Linked DNA regions of Sus scrofa: all the other regions are linked to region 1. Evidence: chromatin contacts called from public HiChIP or PLAC-seq data. All regions are on one chromosome and are shown on one strand. The core of a region is the stretch at or near the end of the contact, and the rest is flanking DNA. Distances in the headings are between cores, read along the strand shown.

Region 1 (2,796 bases), core at 179-2,678:
TGTGGAGATATAGATAGATAGATAGATACACACACATACATACATAGAGGCAAGACTATGAAAATTGAAGTGTTTACAGGTTATGTAGATTGTGACTATTTTACCAAGCAAACTGGATTTCTACTTAGAGATTTACATGAAAAACTGGCTCTCCTATTTGGGAGGATTTGGAGCTAATCCACTGGGAGATGCAGGGGCTGATCAATTAGCCTTTCCCAGGTGCCTTCCTATCTTTATACATAGGGGATACTCTAGAGCAGGTCCCTGGGCTCTACAGGATAGTTTCTGGTGTCAGTGGAACATTCATAGTTACCTGCAGACTAAGTAGGAACATAGGATGCCAACAGAGGCCATCTTTTAGATTTCTGGAGGTCCAAACAGTTCCTGCTCAACTTCCCTGATTACACTGTGGATGGGTTAAGAGGAATAGGGAATAAAAAAAGGAGAGCAGAGTAGGGACACAGTATCTTGAGTCAAATAGTTACATACCATAGTGAACCATAAGAAAAGCTGCTTCATGCAGACATGGGAAAACTACAGCAGGCTTTGTTAGAGAGTTGTGGTTTTGGCTAGTGGGTAGTACATAATCTGAGAATATCACCAACAGTTTTAGGGATCCTATATCTTTTAGTACTTTCACATAAGTATATACATTTAAAGTAATTTCATGATAATAAAATGATGTTTTAAGAGTTCTAGTCTTTTAAGGTTACATCAACCCAGAAGATATTTTTTACATTTAAATACAGTGGTTTTTTTTCCTCCTGCAAAATGTTCCACTGATCTTTTAACAGCAATCAAATAAAAATTCATAAACGGCTATGCAAAAATCCATAAGCCAACTAGTCAGTGACAGAATAAGTGGGCTTTTTTTCTTAGCATTTTGGAAAATGTGATAAACAGTATTTGCTTTGCAAAACACAATTCAATATTTTATTTGTTTAAGGCAAGATAAAGGGTAACAACTCTAAATTTTGACTTCTGAATATCTGTGTTTGCCAAAAAGATGTTCATGCGTGTGGTTGAGGGAGAGTCTTTATATCATTACTTCTTTAAAATCTACTTCTATCTACTTCTTTTATTATCAAAGTTCTTTATTTTTTGTTTTCTACAGTCTCATATGCTATCATTCAGCTGAGTCAAACTCTTGGATATCTATCTATTCCCTATTTTTGGGCTGTAGTAACATTTGCTAAACAGAATGTCCAGAGCCTCTTCTTAAAGCACCACTAGCAGGCACTGTTAGAGCATTTTCATTCAAGTTTATTCTACTTGGGCAAAAAGGGAACAGTGGCTTACATCCACTGAGGATCAGTGAGCACAATCTCATAGCAACAGACACCAAAACAGTCCCTCATTACAAGCCTTGTCCAACAATCAAGTCTTTAACGAGAACAAAGGTTGACAGTGATTAATCATTAAGCAGTTCCTTGTTCCTTGATGCACGTGTTCTGAGCAGCCTCCTGCAGAGGCAGTCTGGCATATTTCCTGTCTCTGTACTCCACTGTGCCATGTCTGAAGGGACGCCCAGGCAGCCTTCTCACTATTTTAATTTCAAATGCTACAAACATCTACAGAGTTTCTATGTGCACATGTCTTGACTTTTATTCTGAGTCTGGCAGACTCTGAATGGATATAGAGAGTCAGAACATAATAAGCCGTTAACTCCACATCTGCTTACTAGATTATGTTCAAAGACAGTATAAGAAATTGATTAAACACTGTTTTCTGGAAGAAACCTTTGAAATCTGTTTCTTCAAGCAATGCAATGATAAGTTGGTGTAATTTAGTTGTGCAGTGAACATAAGATAACTTCGCTACTGTTTCTACATAAAAATAGCTTGTATGTTGACAAAACACCAGGCTTTGAAAAGCAATAAAAATATTTTCAAAAATTCTCTTTCAAATAATTCTGTTTCACAAGGCAATGGAGTTGTCATGTTAAATGACATCGTTATCATTTTATTCAGTGTGACTCTTCGTTGCATTTTTTAATTACTTGACTAGGAACTATTTCTTTTGGCTGGTCATGCAATGGTATATGCATTCATCTTAATAGATTGACTTGGATGTTCTATTTTTTTTCTCTATCACCACGTAAATAGCACTAATGATAACCATGTTACCTGTGAACTAGGAGGTCAGGTGAAGAGGGAAAATTAAGTATAAGACAGTTTCTAGGAGGTGAGGGGCAAGGATTGACAGCAATAACAACTACTTTAAAACCAAGGAAAGTCAGTTATAACAACAAATACGTTGCTTTTCCAAACATCACATCTAACAAAAACCAAAATGAAGTAACCCTCGAGCTTTTTGGTACCTATTAACTCCTTTTTTTCCAACTGGTTAGAATTAAGAAATAGCAGGTCTCCATTAGTTCAAGTAAAAGATTTCAACTAGAATGTGTATAACATAAAAACTAAAGTAGAAAATCCAATTATAAAGTATAAAATATGCAATTCTGCTGGTGTACTCAGCATTTTAGTATTCAGCTATAATTTCTTTAAGCTGAGTTGTATTTACCAGGGAAAGGAGAATGACAATGACATTCTACAAACAAAAAGACCACCTTATTATTGGTAATTAAGCTCTTCACCCAAATCTATGTGACAGGGATGCATAATGGTCGTTGACTCATGTTAAGATCAAAGCAGCCCATTAGGAAACCCCATTCAGAAAATGAACATCTTTTAACCAGAGCCTCCTGGGATCAACGTTTAAAACTAACAACAGTGAACTCTGAACTGTGAAGGAAAGCAATGATGAACTATAGGAGGCAAGTTTTCAGGGCTTGAG
Region 2 (2,796 bases), core at 181-2,680, 320 kb after region 1:
ACTCCAATGACTTATCAGCTTTGTTGCCTTCTCTCTGCCCACCGTAGATATCAATAATGAACTACCATGGCCTGCTTTCCCACAGAGCTTAGATATTTCCTTAGAATCCTCAATACAGCCCACCAGGTGACAACTTCCAACCTTCCCTGGGATGCAAGTTGAAACATATTTGTCACTCACAGATCCTACATGTTCAAGCACTTTCTAACTCTTAAAAAATATGGGAATGGCAGCTGTTTCAAAGAGTAATCTGTGACCTGTAGGCATTCATTCTGAATTCTCTCTGCACTTTGGAGGATGAGTTGGTCTTAATTGTTATTAACTTTCAGATGTCTTGCTGCACATGGCTTTCAAACTCAGGCTTGGCTCATGTGTGAGCTGCAGTCTGAGATCGCATGTGTAATTACCTTCTAGAGGTAGTCAGAAACCATGACTAGACACACAGACAGTGGCATCATCCACTCTGCTCAAACCCAACTCCACCATATCTGACTGAGTGACCTGGCAGATCTCACACCTCAACTTCCTCATCTGTCAAATGGAAATAAGATCACACCAACCCACTTGATAATGTGATTACGAGGAAACTTGGGTTGATACTCCAAAAACACTTAGAAGAGTACCTGACATGTTAAACATTTAATCAATCTGATTAAAAAATATTGGACCAAAGGAATACCTCAAAGATCAGTGTTTCACAGCTGGTGCAGAGAACATTTAGCCATAGAAATATAAAGGGTTGAGGTCCTTTAAAAATGCATGCTCCCCACAGTTTAGTTCAACATTTACCAAATACTTGCTTATGTGATGTCTGACACTGTTATGACAATGGAAATACAAAGATAAATAAGGCACTTCTCCACCTTGAAGTAAAAATCTTAACAACTATGAAGCCCTATATTTTTTTCAAGGTAATGAGAAAACACCCACCATCAGCATAAAAAAATACATTCAATCTGGATCTGAATGCATTCAAAATCACTTTTCAGCAGAGTAGCAGGTCTCTCCCTTAAGCTCCATCTAAGATCTGATTCCAAAATAAGCAACAGCAAGGAGAAAAACTTAGACCAATCTTGGTTTCAGAGATGAATCTGCTTCTTTGATTCAGGATCAAGTTTCTTTTCATAACAACCTTGGAGCCCTCTCTCCCCAGACCTGCGGGTTGACTCACTAGACTCATAAGAAATAAAGGTAGCAAAGTGCAGGCTTTCATAAATTCAAAATGTTTTCTCACTTTGCCTTGTATTCTTACAAATTAATGAATTTTTTAAAAATTTAAAATTAAAAAAAAAAAAAAACACAAGACTGTCTTTTTCCAGCCTCCCTTTTCTAGATTTGATGTGCCCTGGGTGTCTGACATCCTCATTCCATTCATGATTTCCATTCTTTCTTGGAGAGTCATTGCTTCAAAATATGTGTGGGTGTGCTTCTGGGAGCTCAAGACACTCTATGTCCTCATCTTAGATGCAAATTCGGTGGTGCATTTGGGGCCCAGCTACTCCACTCTGTCAGCTGTGTGCCTTGCAGAACCCAGAGGTCAGGACAGTGGCTCAACACACTAGCAGAGTTAGCATAGGCCAATTCAAGCCTCTTACCAGTCTCTAAAATGAGTATAATAATACCCCAGAGAATAAACAGAGTTAACTTGTGTGTACACATTCGATAAACTGAAAATTTGCCATTCAAAAATAAAGACATTAGTAGTATTTCTCAGCTGCTCTGTATAGTATAAAAAAGCTACACTCACCTTATTTACAACACGGGGTTTCTGTGTGGACAATAATGGTTGTATACCTGTAGGATGATGATATGATGACTATTGCAAACCAGTTACCACTTCTGCCTGCCTCCTGAGAGAGCCTGCTATGCCTCCACTTCCTTCTGGCCCAGGTGCTCATCTCCTGACCCTTTCTTTCCTGTTTCTATGGCTAAAGAGAGATGATATTCTTCTTTTCCTCAAAAGAAGCCTTTCAGCCATTCCTCTTTCATTCTCAAGCCTCAATGACTTCTAACAAAATGATCACAATAGCTTCAAGGAACAGAAGATGCTGACATGGCCACCCTCCTCCTTAGAAGCATCAGAACCAGCATCTTGCACAGACTAACCAAAGCAGCACACAGCCTGGACCACTGTGCAGGCAGCCGTCCAGGCTCAGAGCAGCACTGGCAAAGGAGACCATCTTCTAGCTCTGAAGGTAACCGTTTGTTTAGGGTTATCATGTGTCACTTCTCAGAGTGTTTACTTCATTTTAATGAACCCAAATCATTCTCCAATCAGCCACCTTAAGGAACAAAGAACTGTACATTATTTATCACTAGTTAAATTGATCTCATTCTTTCATTTGTTTGTTGACTCTCTGTCCGTGCACCCTTTCTCATTAAAATATAGACATCATCCAACAAGAACTTTGCCTCTCCTAGGTGGCCCAAAGGCCTGACATAGGATCCAGCATACAGCAAGGCACTCAATGTATGTAACTTCTATGCCATTATCCTCCTCCTTGCACCAATATTTTCTATTCATGAGATATTGGGCTTTAGAATTTCAATCTGGAAACAATCTTTTTTTTTTTTAATACCCTGAGAGTCTGATTTCTAGGGCTCCTTTTTTTTTTTTTTTTTTTTTGTCTTTTTAGGGCCATACCTGAGGCATATGGAAGTTCCCAAGCTAGGGGTCAAATCGGAGCTGTAGCTGCCGGCCTACACCACAGTCACAGCAACGCCAGACCCAAGCTGCATCTGCGACCTACACCACAGCTCATGGCAATGCCAGATCCTTAACCCACTGAGCGGGGC
Region 3 (2,796 bases), core at 162-2,661, 260 kb after region 1:
TCATCATGACAACCTGGATTGATGCCCTTAGTTCCAACCAAACAAGATTTTATACTTGAGATAGATTGTAAACACTAGCTTCTGAGATTCATGGAGTTAAATAAGTCCACACACTTATATGTTTATGTCTCTAAACCACCAATCAGGCAAAGAAGTGGCTTGAGAAGTAGCTACCAAAAAGAAGAGGGGGGAAAAAAAGGCTAATTCTCCATTTCCACAATTATTTCTCCCCTTCTCTTCCACATAAGCAGATGATATTGCTTCTCAGACAAAAAACCCAAAAAGCTTTTAATCCCTGTTCTGTGTAGTACAAGCCTCAATCTGTACAGCGCTGTGATAAATATTGTAAGATCCATTCATCCATCCAATTGATATCCATCTAATGTTTAGCTCATCCGTGGAAGGTACTATCTAAAGCAGAGTGCAGGCCTCCGCACACAAAACAGGGTCTATACTTTGTAAAAATTCACAGTTTGAGAGATAAGCAAGCTGAGTAGATATCTATGATTCAAGGCAATATGTTTTGAGTGTCACTTCAGGGCCACAAATCAGTGTAAAGAAACGAGGAATCACTCCTGGGGAACAGTGAGAGACAGCACTGCAGAGAACGCAGCATTTTGCCTGACTAGATACTATAGCAAAATCAAGACAGCTGTACCTAAACTAATTTTTATTTAGTTAGTTAGTTATTTTGGTCTTTTTAAGGCTGCTCCTGCGGCATATAGAGGTTCCTGGGCTAGGGGTCGAATAGGAGCTACAGCTGCCAGCCTACACCACAACCACAGCAACGCGGGATCTTTAACCTCCTGAGCAAGGCCAGGAATCGAACCTGTGTCCTCACGGATACTAGTGGGGTTCGTTAACCTCTGAGCCACAACGGGAACTCCCTAAACTAATTTAAATAGAACAAAAGGTATCTTAGCAGAATTAAATCTTGATGTGCTAACCTGGTATTGTGAAAAACATTATAATAATGTTAATATGGCCTGGCACATAACAGTGCTCCATAAATGCTAATATCCTTTTGTGGGTGTTTTTAAATTTTTTTAACCCTCAGGGAAGTAGTTCTCAAACTGGGGTCACCATTAGGATCATCAAGAGGGTTTGTTAAAAGAGCGCTAAACCCCATCCCCAGAGCCTCCAATTCAGACAGTCTGGGGTGGGGTCCAATACTCTGCATGTGTAAAGAATCCCCCATGATGCCACTGCTGCTGTTCTGGGGACCACACTTTGAGAAGCACTTAAGGAATAGCTGAGGGAATAGTTTAGGTGCTGTGTGAATCTGATTTTGCAATCATTTTTTCATTTCAGAGATCAGTTCCATAGGTCCCAGCTTTTAAACTGCACTTTTTTTCTTAAGGTCTTACTAAAGGAAAGGGGAACAAAAAGTAACACCACTTTATATAGACCTGACCTTTTGGTAAGCCTGCGCAGCAACTTCCCATGTGGAGTAAATTAATCTCTTTCATGCATGCTTTGTGCTCGGGAAAAAGTGAAACAGATTCTGTTCAACATTTACCAAATGCTTCTTCTGTTGCAGGTCCCTGTGCTAAAGCCCATCAGGACTCATCTCTGCCCTGAGGAGCTTACAGGGAGGGAGGTGGACAGCCCAGCAAAACAGTCACTAGAGTTCAACACGTTAAATGCTATAATGAGATATGTAAAACATTATGATGGATTGAGAGTTATGAGAGGGTGAAAGAGGAACAAACTCAAGCTGGCAAGCTGGGGAGGCAGTGGATGGAGAAGTCTTTCCTAATACAATGACCCATAGTTCTTTGAGCAGTGAATGTGAACAGGAGATTTTTAAACAGAAACTGGAAGGGCTTTCCAGGTGGAGGGAACAGCACAGCAACGTCAAGCACACGTTGCCTTCTAGGGCTGCCAACAGTTTTGTTCAGCAACATCACATCAGAAAGCCCTTTGTGTGCTTTGCTAATGAATTTGAATTTATGATAAACATAAGAATATTTTTGAAAAAACCACTCTGGCAGCTTCATATTGGAAGGGATTAGCCTGAAAGCAGGGCAATTGCTTGGGATATTTTTATTACAGTAAAAGTGAGAAAATGAGAGATCTGGAGAAGCTAACAATGCAGCAGTGAGGAGAATGGAGAAGAGAGGATGAGGTGAGATAGTAAGGCAGCAGACAATAGAGAAATTGGGTCATTTCTAGAAACTGAAAAGTGAGTGAGAGGGTGGAATCCATGAGAACTCTCATATTTCTGGCTGAGATGAAAGACTATCATTTACTGCTATGAAGAGTACAGGAGAAAGAACAGCTTCAAGGGGAAACTGTAGTTGAGGACATTGAAACTGACATGACCATGGGTCAACCAAGTAGACCTGGCCATTACACAGTTGAATATGTGGCCTTGGGCAAAGGAGGAAGGTTTTAAAACCCTAGGCTAATCCAAAGCCATCCCACAGAGGGCACAGAGGGAGCAGATCTATTACTAAGTTAATTATGGATGATATCTTCATTATAAGGAGAGAAGCAGCATCAGAAAAGTCTCCCCATTGCTGAGTGGTCACTTGCAGTGTTCAGTGCCTAAACTCACAGACCTTCTTAATAATGACCTTTTGTTCATTCCTGCATTCAGTACACCGAAAAAAGAAGGGAGATGTTGTGTGTCAAAGTCCTTTGCAAACTACAAAGCACTATGCAATATTTAAGGGAAGACACACAAAGAGAGGAGAAAGAAGAGGACAAATGACAAATTTCTCAGGGCTTAGCCAACATCTAAGTATTGAATCTAGTTCCTCCCTGGTTCTCAGTCAACCAGACATCCTCCGG

The links. HiChIP or PLAC-seq counts read pairs in DNA pulled down with a chosen protein or histone mark.
Region 2: a contact with region 1 is called in an H3K27ac HiChIP or PLAC-seq map of alveolar macrophages, with 6 times the contacts expected there. The contact joins two enhancer-like sites. A contact is called at or near these places in 1 of 47 Hi-C or Micro-C datasets (subcutaneous adipose tissue) and 2 of 2 datasets of contacts at active chromatin or transcription factors (alveolar macrophages and skeletal muscle).
Region 3: an H3K27ac HiChIP or PLAC-seq map of alveolar macrophages shows a contact between it and region 1. The contact joins two enhancer-like sites. A contact is called at or near these places in 1 of 47 Hi-C or Micro-C datasets (embryonic fibroblasts) and 1 of 2 datasets of contacts at active chromatin or transcription factors (alveolar macrophages).

The regions. Positions count from the first base shown.
Region 1 is chr9:28,037,078-28,039,873 of Sscrofa11.1, forward strand. The region is part of intron 2 of MAML2 (mastermind-like protein 2); the gene reads right to left. Among named protein-coding and RNA genes, the nearest start is that of MTMR2, 64 kb to the left of the region's middle. Within about 2 kb of position 1,429, at least 36 of the 83 cell types and tissues checked have an H3K27ac peak or open chromatin away from gene starts, as enhancers often do. A contact at or near this core is called in alveolar macrophages, where this site is marked.
Region 2 is chr9:28,353,286-28,356,081 of Sscrofa11.1, forward strand. All of the region lies in intron 1 of MAML2 (mastermind-like protein 2), which reads right to left. Among named protein-coding and RNA genes, the nearest start is that of MAML2, 18 kb to the right of the region's middle. Within about 2 kb of position 1,431, at least 10 of the 83 cell types and tissues checked have an H3K27ac peak or open chromatin away from gene starts, as enhancers often do. A contact at or near this core is called in alveolar macrophages, where this site is marked.
Region 3 is chr9:28,300,195-28,302,990 of Sscrofa11.1, forward strand. The region is part of intron 1 of MAML2 (mastermind-like protein 2); the gene reads right to left. Among named protein-coding and RNA genes, the nearest start is that of MAML2, 71 kb to the right of the region's middle. Within about 2 kb of position 1,412, at least 6 of the 83 cell types and tissues checked have an H3K27ac peak or open chromatin away from gene starts, as enhancers often do. A contact at or near this core is called in alveolar macrophages, where this site is marked.